Regions from separate parts of the Sus scrofa genome. Here all the other regions are linked to region 2. The links are chromatin contacts, called in public HiChIP or PLAC-seq maps. All regions are on one chromosome and are shown on one strand. The core of a region is the stretch at or near the end of the contact, and the rest is flanking DNA. Distances in the headings are between cores, read along the strand shown.

Region 1 (4,773 bases), core at 1,821-4,320, 340 kb before region 2:
CTTAAAAGGACCAAAGACAAAAAAAAAAAAAAAAAAAAAAAAAAGAGAAAGGAATAGAGATCGAGTCTAACGGCACTTTTAAAAAGAAGTATGTATTTGAATACAGCATGTAAGAACAACAAAAAACTTAGGAAAAGTACCAAAAATCTTAAAAGCAATGACCTCGAGGTAGGGATAAGTGATTCCTGACTTCTTCTTTATAATTTTCTAACTATCCAAATATTTTACTTGAAAATTAGTTTAAGAATCAAGAAAAAAATTAAATGACAAAACATTATGCGAAAATTTTATAGTTTGCTTCCTTACTATATAAATAAAATTCAATCTAAAATACACAAAGGTGGCGTTCCCGTCGTGGCGCAATGGTTAACGAATCCGACTAGGAACCATGAGGTTGCGGGTTCGGTCCCTGCCCTTGCTCAGTGGGTTAAGGATCTGGCATTGTCGTGAGCTGTGGTGTGGGCTGCAGACGCGGCTCAGATCCCGCGTTGCTGTGGCTCTGGCGTAGGCCGGGGGCTACAGCTCCGATTGGATCCCTAGCCTGGGAACCTCCATATGCCGCGGGAGCGGCCCAAAGAAATAGCAAAAAGACAAAAAATAAATAAATAAAATAAAATAAAATACACAAAGGTTACAGGAACTTAACTACATAAGACAGTACTTAATGTAGGCTGGTAAGAGGTCACAGTAATATAAAATCCATTTTGCTAGCTAAATAAAGTCTTTTCCATTAACTTAGTTTTCAGATAGAGTATTAAAATGTTACCACCTTTGAAAATGAGTATATGAACAATTCCTATCTCCCTTGTCTAAAGCAAAATTACTTTAAACAACAAAGGTAAATCACAATCCTTTTTATCATTTTGTCACAAAAACAACATTGTTTCTAAAAAAAGGAAAAGTTGGTCAAGTATTTCTCAGTACCCTGGAGAAAATGATGACACTTTTTCACATCAGATCAAATAGGTGCGATCTTTCTTCTGCCCAAAAGCATGGAATCTGAAATTGTTTCCTTTTATAATCACAAGCAAATTGTGAGGTGAGTTTTGTGGATTTTGTTACCAATCTAACATATCTGAACAATAAGAGTTGTTACAATTAACAACTTTAACAGAAACACTGTTAAAAATAATCTCAAAACAGGTGTTCCTGTTGTGGAGCAGGGAAGCAAATCTGACTAGGAACCATGAGGTTAAGAGTTTGATCCCTGTTGCTCAGCAGGTTAAGGATCTGGCATTGCTGTGAGCTGTGGTGTATCTCGCTGACACAGCTCGGATCTGGCGTTGCTATGACTGTGGCGTAGGCCAGCAGCTACAGCTCCGATTGGACCCCTAGCCTGGGAACCTCCATATGCTGCGGGTGCAGCCCTATAAAGACCAAAAAAAACCTCAAAACAAATGTAAATTAGCATTAAAGCAAAACAAAAACTCTGCCTTAACTGGCTTATTAATATAGTCAAATAAAGAAACCAAATGAAAAGATGATGCATGTCTTACTACTGCTTAGGTTTTTTAAAAAAACCTCAATTTTGAAGATTTTTCTTCAAAAAACCTTTCTTGAGTACCAACAATGTATCATGACCAACACGGTAATAAACATCAGAGATAAAAAATGAACAAAATACGATTTTAAATCCAAATTATGATGTGTTATGAAACTCTTGAAAGACAGATACGAAAAAAAAAGGTGAACATCTCTCTGATGAATTATGATACTGATGAAGATACCGAATCCTTTTTTTTTTTTTAATGGCCTCACCCATGGCATATGGAAGTTCCCAGGTCAGAAAGTGAATCCAAGCCACAGCTGTGACCTCTACCACAGCTGCAACAACACCAGATCCTTAACTTACTGCACCAGGCTGGGGATTGAACCCACACCTCCTCAGCACCCTGAGCTGCTGCAGGATTCTTAACCACAGGGGTAATTAAGATACTGAATTCTTGAACACTGAAAGCTGTCTATCAGCAAATAATAACTACTGGCACAGAATGGTCACTCAAAATACTTATTGAATAAATTAATAAATACTTAAAATGAGAGGATTTCCATTCTGGTACTGAACGCCTTAAAGATATTTATGATCTAACTATAGCATAATCATTACTTCCTTGGGGTTAAAAAAAATGAGATAATGGGTTATTCTTTTAAAGCCATTTTAATTGTCTTTGCAAATAATCACTAATAAACATGATACAACCATTATCATAAATTACAGTTAACATGCACTCAAAATAATTTCAACGTTTATGCCAAGCCCATAGGTGAATTATGAAACAATGTACTTTGTTCCTAATAAAGTGGTGAGATGAATCAGAGTACTTTATAACCTCCCATATATTTCAAAATAAGCATGAGGAATGTGAAAACTTCAGTGTATCATAAAATAAATGGTGCTAAGGTAAATTTGGTGTTCTGAATGTTGATTCTTTTTTTAAATTTTCACATGTTGCTGTCATCTGAGTATTCCCAAACCCCTTTTTGAATGATTACGGTTACTATATTACATACACATAATCAGGCTCATACATTTTTTTTTAATAATAAGAAACATTGATATATTTCTTTTTCTACCTGAACCCACTTTTTGTTATAAAGGGGCTATCAAAGCAAGATATGATAAAATCTTCTATTGGAAAGTGGAATTGAACCTAGGCTATCATCTAAAATAGTTGAGAATGGGAGCAAAATAAACACAACTATAAATGTTCTTCATTCTAATCACATTCCTTTCTTGCTTATGTATTAGTTAACTCTTGATGCATCAATAAATTACCACAATATAGCAACTTCAAGGAACGTTTATTATCTTCACAGTTTCTTTGAGTGAGAAATTACAAAGAAACTTAGCTAAATGGTTCTGGCTCACAGTCCTTCATGTGGTTGCAGTAAAGATACCAGTTGTGGCTGCAGTTATCTGGAGGTTTGTTGGGGGCTGTAGGACTGGCTTTTAAAATGACTCACTCAAGTGGTTGTTGTTAGAAGGCCCCAGTTCCTTGCTGGCTATTGGAAGGTCTCAGTTCCTCACCACATGAATCTCTTCGTAGAACTATGTCTTTGCACACAGTTAGTTGCAGGCTTCTCCGAGAATGGGTGATGCAAGAGAGTGAGCAAGATGGAAGCTACACATTTTCCTATGACCTAACGTGATTTCTGTCACATTCTATTTGGTAGAAATGAGTCACCTAAGTACAGCCCATGGTCAAGAAGAGGGACTTGAGTGAAGAGGGGAGTATGAAAGAATTTGTGGATATATTTTTAAACCAACCACTATTTGCTGTTCTTTGAACTAATTATTTACTTTTCTCATATGAAAAATACACCTACCCCTTCCAAATCTCCCCTAAAAGTCTCATCCTTTAACAGCAACAGTTTCAAATCAAGGACGTTGCTGTCAAAATAGGACCATAATGTTTTTGAATGTAGGTCCTCAAGTACAGTTCCTCTCATTGTGAGGACTCGAACTAAGACAAATTATTTGCCCCACACACAACCAACATACAATGGTAGGACAGGCAGAAGCTAACTTTTATAAAACCTTCTTATTCAATAGGAGAAAAATGGAGTCAACGATGCAAAGTAATCCTGAAATCAAGGTGGGCACATGTTAGAAGTTCCTTGAATATGGGAATAATTCTCCATGGTTCTTGGCTCTGCCCCTTTAGATTCTGCTTATAATTTCTGAGTTATCTTTTTTTTGAAGGGTAGCCCATGTTTACATGCATGTGGTTTTTTGACCAGCTTCCTGTCAGTAGAATTTGGGGGATCTAAACGGCCACTATTCAGGCTGGTGATATTTCTGCTAATTGACTCTTTTGAAAACCTTGTGTGTCTCCTGTGAATCTTACTGCAATTCACTCCATTAGACAAAAAGTACAGTCACATATCTGAGATAATCTCTTTTCTACTTTAAATTTCTGTTAAGGGACACCCTTACTCTGCTATAAGCAAGCCAATTACCTTGAGTGAAAAGGTTCTGTTAGGCTCACCTTACATCTTTCTAAGGTTTTAACAACAAATTTCATAGTCACACCACTGGCTTTATATTTTGACAAACCTGTTCTGAAAGTACCCTGTGATCTTTGCTTGGAAGCCATTTCTTAATTTTAGCATAGTATGACATATTGAGAAGACGAGAATTTTCAAAACTAGTGAGCCCTGTTTCTTTTTTTCTTTTTTTGTTTAGGAACTTCCTGAACCTGTTTCTCCCATCTTCTATTTTACCATAAGCAGAAGTAGGTCATTTCCTACTTCACATATTTCTGCAGGTGACTGTGTTGCTAAACTTTCTGCTACTATATAATAATGATTTATTTCCTTTGTTCCAGTTTCCAATATGGTTTTCTTCATTTGTGTGTGTGTGTGTGTGTGTGTGTGTGTGTGTTTAGGGCTGCAGCAGCAGCATATGGAGGTTCCCAGGCTAGGAGTCCCATCGGAGCTGTTGCTACACCAGAGCCATAGCAACGCCAGATCCGAGCTGCGTCTGCAGTCTATACCACAGCTCATGGCAACTCCGGATCCTTAACCCACTGAGCAAGGCCAGGGATCGAACCCGCAACCTCAGAGTTCCTAGTCGGATTCGTTTCTGCTGCGCCACAATGGGAACTCCCTGTTTTCTTCACTTTAATTTAAGCTCTTACCCACATCTCTTCAAAGGCTTAACAGTAAAGCTTTCACCTACTGTCCCAAGTTCAAATTATATCCCACATTTTAAAGTACTTGTTATGGCTGCACCCTGTTACAGGGAGCAAAATCTCTACTAGTAACAAATTA
Region 2 (4,263 bases), core at 84-2,583:
CTTGTACCCAAGTCATTCTGTGACTGCTGAACTCCTCAGACTTTGTCAACACTTAGTTGTCTCATATGCCATCTTTTCAGTATCCAATTCCTTGCTATTTCAAGGGTAAATTAGGCAATATATTGACCTCATTCATTCTAATGGGAATTTTTGCTAGGGTCTTTCCTTCCTTCTGTGTTTTTATACATACACACACACACACACACACACACATATTTGGCTATGCCTATGGCATGCAGAGGTTCCTGGGCCAGGGATTGAATCTGTGTCACAGCAGTGACAACACCAGATCCTTAACCCACTAGGTCACCAGGTAACCTCAAAGATAGATATTTTAGGGATAAAACTATAGGGATAATATTCATGAGGCTCTCGTCTAAATTGGAGATTTTCCATGGTGGGCCAGAGGGAGATATTTAGGTATAATGGTAAGTGGTACTTTGTGTTTTTTTCCAAGTCACAGATATCAGCAAGCTGCCAGAGTCTAGGGCCAGGTCTGAAAACAGTTTGAACTTACATCACTGTGGTGCATGGTCTTCATCATTATCAGTGTCAGTGTCAGGTATGGGCAGACTTACAAAGGACCATTAACCACTCTTGTTAGTTTTCCCTTTCTAAAGTTGAGGGTGCTTTCAGTGTTGACAAGCACCATGTTTTAAAAAGTTGTTTGTTTATACACCTGGTCACTGGTTCCATTTGGCATGACCTACATTACCTAAGTGCTGTTTGGCATGCTTAATGAGATCCCCACTACCACCTCGAGCTCTTAAAACAGTTAAGTGAAAGATTTAGTTTCCACAAATAGAGGAGACTTGGTCCTATGAGCATATTTTTGTGACTTTCTGGCCTTCTCTGCCCATTGGCCTGGAAGGCACCCACGTTGAGCCCACCTTGTTTTAATTCAGTGACACCAGTGAAATGTCTGCTGTTCCCATCTTGTCAGACTGCCAACAGAACTTACACAAACTCAATGACAAGCCTTACATGGCTAGCTGACCAGCTCTCCCCAGGCTACCCCAGCTCCCTCTCAGGAATAATAAGGTTCTGTGCCAGGACTGTACACATCCAAGATCCCAGTATGAGTCATTCTTTTGCCCCAGGGTCGATAAAGATTGAATCAGTGAGTTGGAAAAAAAGATGGTGATTTGGTTCTTTTTATTCCCCTTGGGAAGTAGGGTGGGGATTAGGACAAACTCATCTATTTTAGATGCTTATTTGCAAAATTCATGTATAGTCCCCTTCCACGAGTGAGGTTTCGACCCTGGTGCACAGCTTTTTCATTAAAGAGAGGAAAGTGGAACTGTTTTCATGTCCTTTTTGGGTAATTCTTTTGAAGCTAGCACCACCGTGTGGATAAAGTGGATGCTGACTTTTCTTTGGCTTGTGTAACTGGCCAGCACTGTGCTTCTGGCAACGTGATTTTGGTATCTTCTCGCCTGTTTTCATCTTTTCTGAGTCATCGCAGAGCAGCATAGTGATAGAAATATTTTTTGCAGCAGTGTCATACAGTGTTGGGCTCTCAAGGATCTTGTGCTTGTACAAAATGACTGAACCACATATGCAGGAAGACGACAGTGGCAGATTCACAGAACAGCTTTGTATCAGGCAGAGTGTAAATTAGATACCAAGTTTGGGGTTAGCCACTGGGCTCCAAAGTGGATGTTACCAATATGGACTCTGTAATAAACATCAGGATCTGTTCTGAGGCAACTTTCTGATCTTTATTACCCAAGAGCTGCAGGCTGAATCAGAGGAAAAGAAGAGATGTAAAAATCTGCTGGTAGGGTACAAAAGCATTTTACTAAACCACATGGTTTGCTTCCTGTGGGGTGGGAAAGTGAGGTGGAGCCTCTCAAGACTCTTTCAGGATAATGAAGAGGAAAGAAAAGAACAAGATAGGCCAGTTCTATTGACTGTGGTTTTAAGTCCTAAGAGCATGGAGGGAAGTGGCTAGCAAAGAGAGGACAAAGTCTTTTACCTCGATAGTGGCTTTTTTTGGTGGTGTGGCACCAAGATTCCTGGAGAGGGGTGAACCTGCTTCTTCTTGAGGGGTCAGTTCATTTCCAAATGGGCTGGTGTGTGTTTATTGGGATTGGGCTCTAACAGGTGAAGCTAGGGAAAGGTGCTACTTATAAAGATCTGGCACTATTTAACTCCCAATAGGCCACTCTTCCAGTCTTATTCGTCATGTAGTCTGCTAATGCCAAAGAGAAGTTTTACCACATTTAAAACAGAAAGCTGGAGTTCCCGTCGTGGCGCAGTGGTTAACGAATCCGACTAGGAACCATGAGGTTGCGGGTTCGGTCCCTGCCCTTGCTCAGTGGGTTAACGATCCGGCGTTGCCGTGAGCTGTGGTGTAGGTTGCAGACGCGGCTCGGATACTGCGTTGCTGTGGCTCTGGCGTAGGCCAGTGGCTACAGCTCCGATTAGACCCCTAGCCTGGGAACCTCCATATGCCGCGGGAGCGGCCCAAAGAAATAGCAAAAAGACAAAAAAAAAAAAAATAAAACAGAAAGCTGTGATTGTAGAAATTTGGAAGAGTGAACAACAAAGCAGGATGGAGTTCCTGCTATGGGGCAGTGGGTTAAGGATCTGGTGTTGCTGGAGGGTGTAGGTCATAGCTGTGGCTATGATTCCATCTATTGCCCAGGAAGTTCTATATGCTGCAGGTGTGGCCAAAAACAAACAAACAGACAGATAACAACAAAAAATCAGGATATACTAACATCCTTCTTTTTGATGAGCTACTAAATTGATAGGAAAATTGTCCTTGCCACCCACCACTCACTAATGCCTTTATATATCTCTATTTTCCTTCCCATAACTGGCCTGGCTCCTGCAGCTGTAGGCATTAATGTATTTGGGATTTCACATTGAAGGAGGGTCTTGTGGCTGAATATGGGCTGATGCCAATCTGTAGGGAGTTTCAAGGGGCATGTGGTCAAACATTCATCTATAGAAGACCATTTATCAAACTTAAGTGTGACAAGAATCTGAGTGGGCCAGCTAATATATTAAGTGCAGATTTAGGATTAGATTAGGATTATAACATAGGTAAATAGAGGATAGAAAAATAGAGAAGATCAACGAAATCAAGTTAGTTCTTTAGAAAGGCGACATAATTGACAAACTTTTAGTTAGATGACTGAAAGAAATCAAATAACTACTGGCATTACTACTGATGCTACAAAAATTAGTAAGAGAATACTGAGAACAATTGTATGCAAAAAATTGGATAACTTAGATAAAATGGGCAAATCCTAGAAACATAAAACCTGTCCAGACTTGATCATGAAAACCTAGAAAACCTATTCTATAGAATAGATCTATAACAAGTCAGGAGATGGAATCAGTAATAAAATCTCCCCCAAAAGGAAAGCCCTGGACCTGATGGCTTCACTGTGAATTTCAGCAAACACTTGAAGAAGAACCAGCACTAATCATTCTTAAACTTTTCCAGAAAAGGGAAGAGGAAAGAAAACTTTCTAACTCATTGTGAGACCAGCATTTTCCTGATATCAAAGTCATACAAAGACATTATAAGAGAAGAAAACTATAGACTAATTTCCCTTGTGAACACTGATGAAAAAAAAAACTGAATAAAGTACTGGCAAATCAAATCCAGCAGCATGTTAAAATAATTATGCACCAGGACCAAGTGGGATTTATTCTTGGAATGCAAACATGATTCAACATGTGAAAAACTGATCGATATAATATACCACATTAACAGAATGAAGGGAAAAAACCTACATGATAATCTCAAATGATACAGAAAATGCATTTGACAAAATTCAACATCTTTTCATGATTAAATAAAAACACTCAATGAACTAGGATTAGGAGCAAACCACCTCAACATAATTAAAAATAGTTGCAACACTTACAGTGTACATCATACTCAGTGGTGAAAGATTGAAAGCTTTTCCTCTAAAATCAGGAATAAGGCAAGGATGCCAACTTTTATCATTTCCATTCAATATAATTCTAGAGATATTAGCCAGAGAAATTAGACAAAAATAAGGAATAAAAGACATCCAAATGGGAAAAAGAAATAAAAGTTATCTCTCTTCTCAGATAATATGATCTTATATATAGAAACCCCTAAAGATTCCACACCAAAAAACCCATTAGAACTAATAAATTTAGCAAAGTAGCAGGACACAAATAAATACATAAACATCAGTTTCATTTCTAGACACTAACAATGAACAATTCAGAAAAGGTAATTAACAAAACAATCCCATTTACAGTAGCTTCCAA
Region 3 (4,194 bases), core at 1,676-4,175, 260 kb before region 2:
ATTTCAAATAGAGCGGGTACCAGATGATTTCAAAAGAAGGCCTCTAAAGGCCTTACTGGCCTTTTTAATCACAACGGCTATCTGGAAAAGGTTAATGATTTTCCAAAATATTGGTGATTTTCACTCTTTTTAAAGGTCAAAACTGGGTGAAAAAAAACATTCCAGTGTTAAGAACACTCTCTACTGTAATTAAATAACTATTGATTGTGGATTTAAAAAAGAGAAAAGAAAATGAAAAAAATACATAGAGGGCCAAATAAAATTCCTATCTCAAAGCAGTTTTAAACTATGCTAAGGCTTTAAGGGCGTCTGCCATAACCTACCTCTCTTGTTTCTTCATAATATATATGATTATAAGTAACAAAGTGACATTTCAAAACAATACTCTGTACATTAAAAGACAAAATATATAAACTTGTAAGATAAAGTCTACATTCCAAAAAAGTTCACTCTTTGGGGTTCAGCTAATGAACAAACAATGCTGGTAAAATTCATTACCAGAAGAACAAACCACTTACTAAAATAAAAAAAAATTTTTAAGTAAAACCCCCAAGAGTTTGTCCCTATGAAGAATATCTCATTGCAAAATATTGCATGCTAAATCATATAATTCTTCACCTAACAAAACATAACAAAACCCTTAGTAAGGAAATATCTACCAATAAAACAGGATAAATTTGCAAAAATAGAATTCTAAAAGTCTGGCTGAGTGAGATAATTTTCAAATTGACCCATATTGAGTGTGTGTGTGTGTATATATATATACATATATACATATATTTTTTAAAGGTAATGGGACCAGTAAAAATTGCCATTAGTTGTTTCAAACATCAACATCTTTGGAATTAAATCACCAGGAATATTTACTCATTTTCAGTCTAACAGCTGTATCATCCACTGATAATCACTACACCCAAAATTTGCACTCTCAATCTGTTCATGAAAAGTGTTAAAAAAAAAAGAGCCCACTTAAAAATTATATTTTACACGTGTGTCAATTCACATTCCCCTATCAGTTTTTCTATTAGCTACATCCAAAAAGAAGATACTTAATATTTTACTTTAAATATGGTAATTAGTCTTTTCCCACCAACATAGAGCTTAACATTTTAATCCAGATTACTTTCTTAAAAGACGATACTAGAAAAAATATCGTCAATCTGTTCAGGATTTTTAGCAGTTTTTCTCTACTAACTTTGCGTTATCTGAGATACTTTTTGATCTCTCTCAAAGTAGGTCTAATCTGCGGAAGGCAGTGAGACAGTGTACAGCACTGTGAATGGACAGCCAGGTATTTTATGAATGGACGCGATCACGTGATCCCAGCACCTCCCCGAACTGATATTTCCCACATAACTGTGTCAACATTCTGAGAACAGGGGTAGTTGTTTGTGTGTGCGTCTATTTTTGAATTTAACCTATAACTTCGAACTCTCCTTACTTTCTGAACTCAAAAATCTACAGCAAGGCAGACAGTTGAGCTTCTAATTTTTTTCTTGGGAAATCCTTTCAAGATGTCCAAGGTGATGGATGTTTAATTATTTTTTTATGAATGAAGAGTGTGCTATGCAAATGAGAACGATTCACAAAAAGAGAGAGAACATGGCGGCCACTTCTGCTTCCAGACTGCACTGACACTGCAGCAATCTACCTTCTCCCACACCCGCTCAGCAGAAGAGAGCGCTGGGGGGGGTGGGGTGGGGGACGCTGCAAGGCATTTCTCAAGCTACTTTACGTTAAACAAGCCTAGGCTTCGGACTTTAAAGTTCTCTCAAAAAGGTCTGACTTGAGGAATGCACATTACTTAAAGGAATGCGTCCTACTAGTCCTAACTCACTTAACTCTTTATAACTCACTTAACTCTTTATAACCCTCCAAAGATTATCAAAACCTGAATTTAATTACAAGAAACGGATGCTAATAAGCAGCATGGAATTAAATCCCGTCTCAACAGAAAGCGGTTGCCGCATCATTATTCCTCCAGGCAGCTGTTACGTTAAAGCAAAATATTCTAAAGGCACAGTATTTCGTTTGGAAAACATAAGGACAGCCCAAATAAACAAGAACTTAAGCCGGGATGCTCTAGAAGTTAATGAATGAAGTCATCAAAAAGGTCAGCAATGTAAACACTGTTAAATCAACGTAAATGGTGTGTTTCAAAATACAGCTGAGAGAGATAAAAATCCTTATAGCTGAGCGTTCAAAATCCTTCTACGCTCCTGATAAAGACAAGTCCAGCATTCGCAAGGCAAAACAGTATAGTTTAACATCTCCCACACTCAAGGTGTCCTTAATGCTATTAAATTATTAAAATGTTTCCCTCGCCCCATTTTTTTACAAGAATCCTACAGGTCACAAGTTTAAAAGGGGGGGGGGCTTAATCGGTATTTAAGAGTCACTGACTCATCGAATTAAGATTCAAGAGCAGTTTGCGGCAGGAGGTGCTCCCACACGTTAGTTTCCGAAAGAAACTGCTATAAAGGAGGCAGGACGGATATTCAAGGTATGCTGACCGGCATGCTAAAGTGAAAAAGGACAGGCCAGAGGTCTTCCAGGCACTGGGGTAATTTCTACCCCGCCTCCATGCATCTACAGCACTCCATCTCCCGAGCGCACAATTGCCATCCCAGCCCAACACTAAATACCTTCCCCCAGATGAAAGCAACTAAAGGCTGGGGGTGGGGGTGAGGGGGTGGGGTGCAGCCATTAAATAAAATGGCTAAAAAAACAAATGTTTTCTCCACAGCAAGATGCACCGAACTCTCCAGGGTTGCAAGCACCTAAGTCTCTGAGGGGTCTGGGGGAGTGCCAAGGAAGGGGGCTATGGGAGGGGTGGTAAGTAATCAAGATCAGTAAGGTGCTTACTCGTTGTCAGAAGTCGCCGTCTCCTCGCTCATCTTTCCCTCACCGTGATCCGATCTGGAGATGGAGGAGCAACAGCAGACGCAGGAGCAGCAGCAGCACCGAGGGGCAAGAGGCAGCGGCGGCCGGGGGGGCGCGGGGGCAGCGGCTCAGGGGCCTCACCATGGTGGATGTCTCACCCGGAACGGTACCCCCCCAGCCGGGAACCCCGGCCACCCCCGCAGGGGGGTGGCGGCGACAACCTCCACCGTGGCGACCCCAGCCTCTTCGCCCGCCTCAGCGCCCAGCCAAGAGATCCGAGGAAGCCAGGGAGGGTGGGAGGAGAAGAAAAAAGGCAGGGGGGCTGCAAAGGCAGACTGGAGAGCTGCTCCTCCGGCCACTGGGGTGGAGCGCGGCGGGGTCCGGCCAGGAAGGAGCGGGCGGGCGGAGAACCCAGGAGCAGAGGCGGCGCTTCCCTCAAGGATGCGGCGAGGAGGAAGCAGGGCTCCGCTCGGTGGGGGCCGGCGGGGGGGTGCCGAGCCCAGACCCGGGCGGCGGCAGCGCGGTCCTGCGGAAGCCCACCCCACCATCTCCCGCCTCGCGGTCGGCTGCCCTCAGTCCCCGGCGGCGACCGGGCCGGTCCTTCCGGACGAGCAGAAGCGGGCGAGGGGCCTCAGGGCGGCGGATTCCTCCAGACACGCTCTGGCCGGGACGGTTCCAGAAGAGGGAGGAGGGGGCGGCGGGACGCGTGTGAGGCAGGGGCAGGCGGACCGACCGCCCCCAGCCGGGCCGGAGAAGAGCGACGCGCCCCAGGGGCAGGGTCACGAGAAGCGTCGGGAGAGCGAGGGAGCGGCCGCGGGTCCCCCAGCAGCCTGCGCCCAGCAGCAGCTCGGCGGGTCAGCTCCTCACGCCCGCCAGAGGGGAGCCGCGAGGGGGGCGGCGGAAGCGCTCACGCCGCCCGCTCCTTCCGCCGCCGCCGCTGCCCGAACCGGGGGCGCCCGCGGGAGAAGGAGACGAAGTAGTCCCTGGCGATTTCCCCGCACCGCCAGCTTCCCGGAGAACCAGAGTGGGTATGGGGCGGGGTGGCCGAGCGGGGTGACCGGGCTGTGAGGGTGTAGTGGGTAGGAGGGCTAAAAGCTGCGACCTCAGGACGAATCACCGCAACTCGAAGTCGTGTGCAGCATAGCAAGTTTCAGGAAAGTAGTTCCCTCCTCCCTTCATTTCCCAAATCGTTGTCGAGCCACAGAGCGGGGAGAGGAGGAGGGAGGCGGAGGGATACGCAGGCACGGTGCTCGTGTGCGTGCGCGCGCTCCAAACTCTTGGCACGCCGCGGAAGGAGGCGGGGGTGGGAGC

Evidence for each region. HiChIP or PLAC-seq counts read pairs in DNA pulled down with a chosen protein or histone mark.
Region 1: an H3K27ac HiChIP or PLAC-seq map of alveolar macrophages shows a contact between it and region 2. The contact joins two enhancer-like sites. A contact is called at or near these places in 1 of 47 Hi-C or Micro-C datasets (embryonic fibroblasts) and 1 of 2 datasets of contacts at active chromatin or transcription factors (alveolar macrophages).
Region 3: an H3K27ac HiChIP or PLAC-seq map of alveolar macrophages shows a contact between it and region 2. The contact joins the promoter of LOC106506784 here to the enhancer-like site in region 2. A contact is called at or near these places in 2 of 5 promoter capture datasets (fetal liver and liver), 8 of 47 Hi-C or Micro-C datasets (alveolar macrophages, blood, embryonic fibroblasts and 3 more) and 2 of 2 datasets of contacts at active chromatin or transcription factors (alveolar macrophages and skeletal muscle).

Annotation. Positions count from the first base shown.
Region 1 is chr1:132,932,266-132,937,038 of Sscrofa11.1, forward strand. All of the region lies in intron 4 of SPRED1 (sprouty-related, EVH1 domain-containing protein 1), which reads right to left. Among named protein-coding and RNA genes, the nearest start is that of SPRED1, 82 kb to the right of the region's middle. Within about 2 kb of position 3,071, at least 6 of the 83 cell types and tissues checked have an H3K27ac peak or open chromatin away from gene starts, as enhancers often do. A contact at or near this core is called in alveolar macrophages and embryonic fibroblasts, where this site is marked.
Region 2 is chr1:133,272,753-133,277,015 of Sscrofa11.1, forward strand. No RefSeq gene overlaps it. Among named protein-coding and RNA genes, the nearest start is that of TMCO5A, 110 kb to the right of the region's middle. Within about 2 kb of position 1,334, at least 20 of the 83 cell types and tissues checked have an H3K27ac peak or open chromatin away from gene starts, as enhancers often do. A contact at or near this core is called in alveolar macrophages, embryonic fibroblasts and subcutaneous adipose tissue, where this site is marked.
Region 3 is chr1:133,012,686-133,016,879 of Sscrofa11.1, forward strand. LOC106506784 (basic salivary proline-rich protein 2-like) reads left to right here and starts at 2,926. Exons shown (of 3, transcript XR_002345566.1): 1 at 2,926-3,907. It overlaps SPRED1 (sprouty-related, EVH1 domain-containing protein 1), which reads right to left and starts at 4,040. Exons shown (of 7, transcript XM_003121622.6): 1 at 2,866-4,040. The coding sequence starts at 2,897.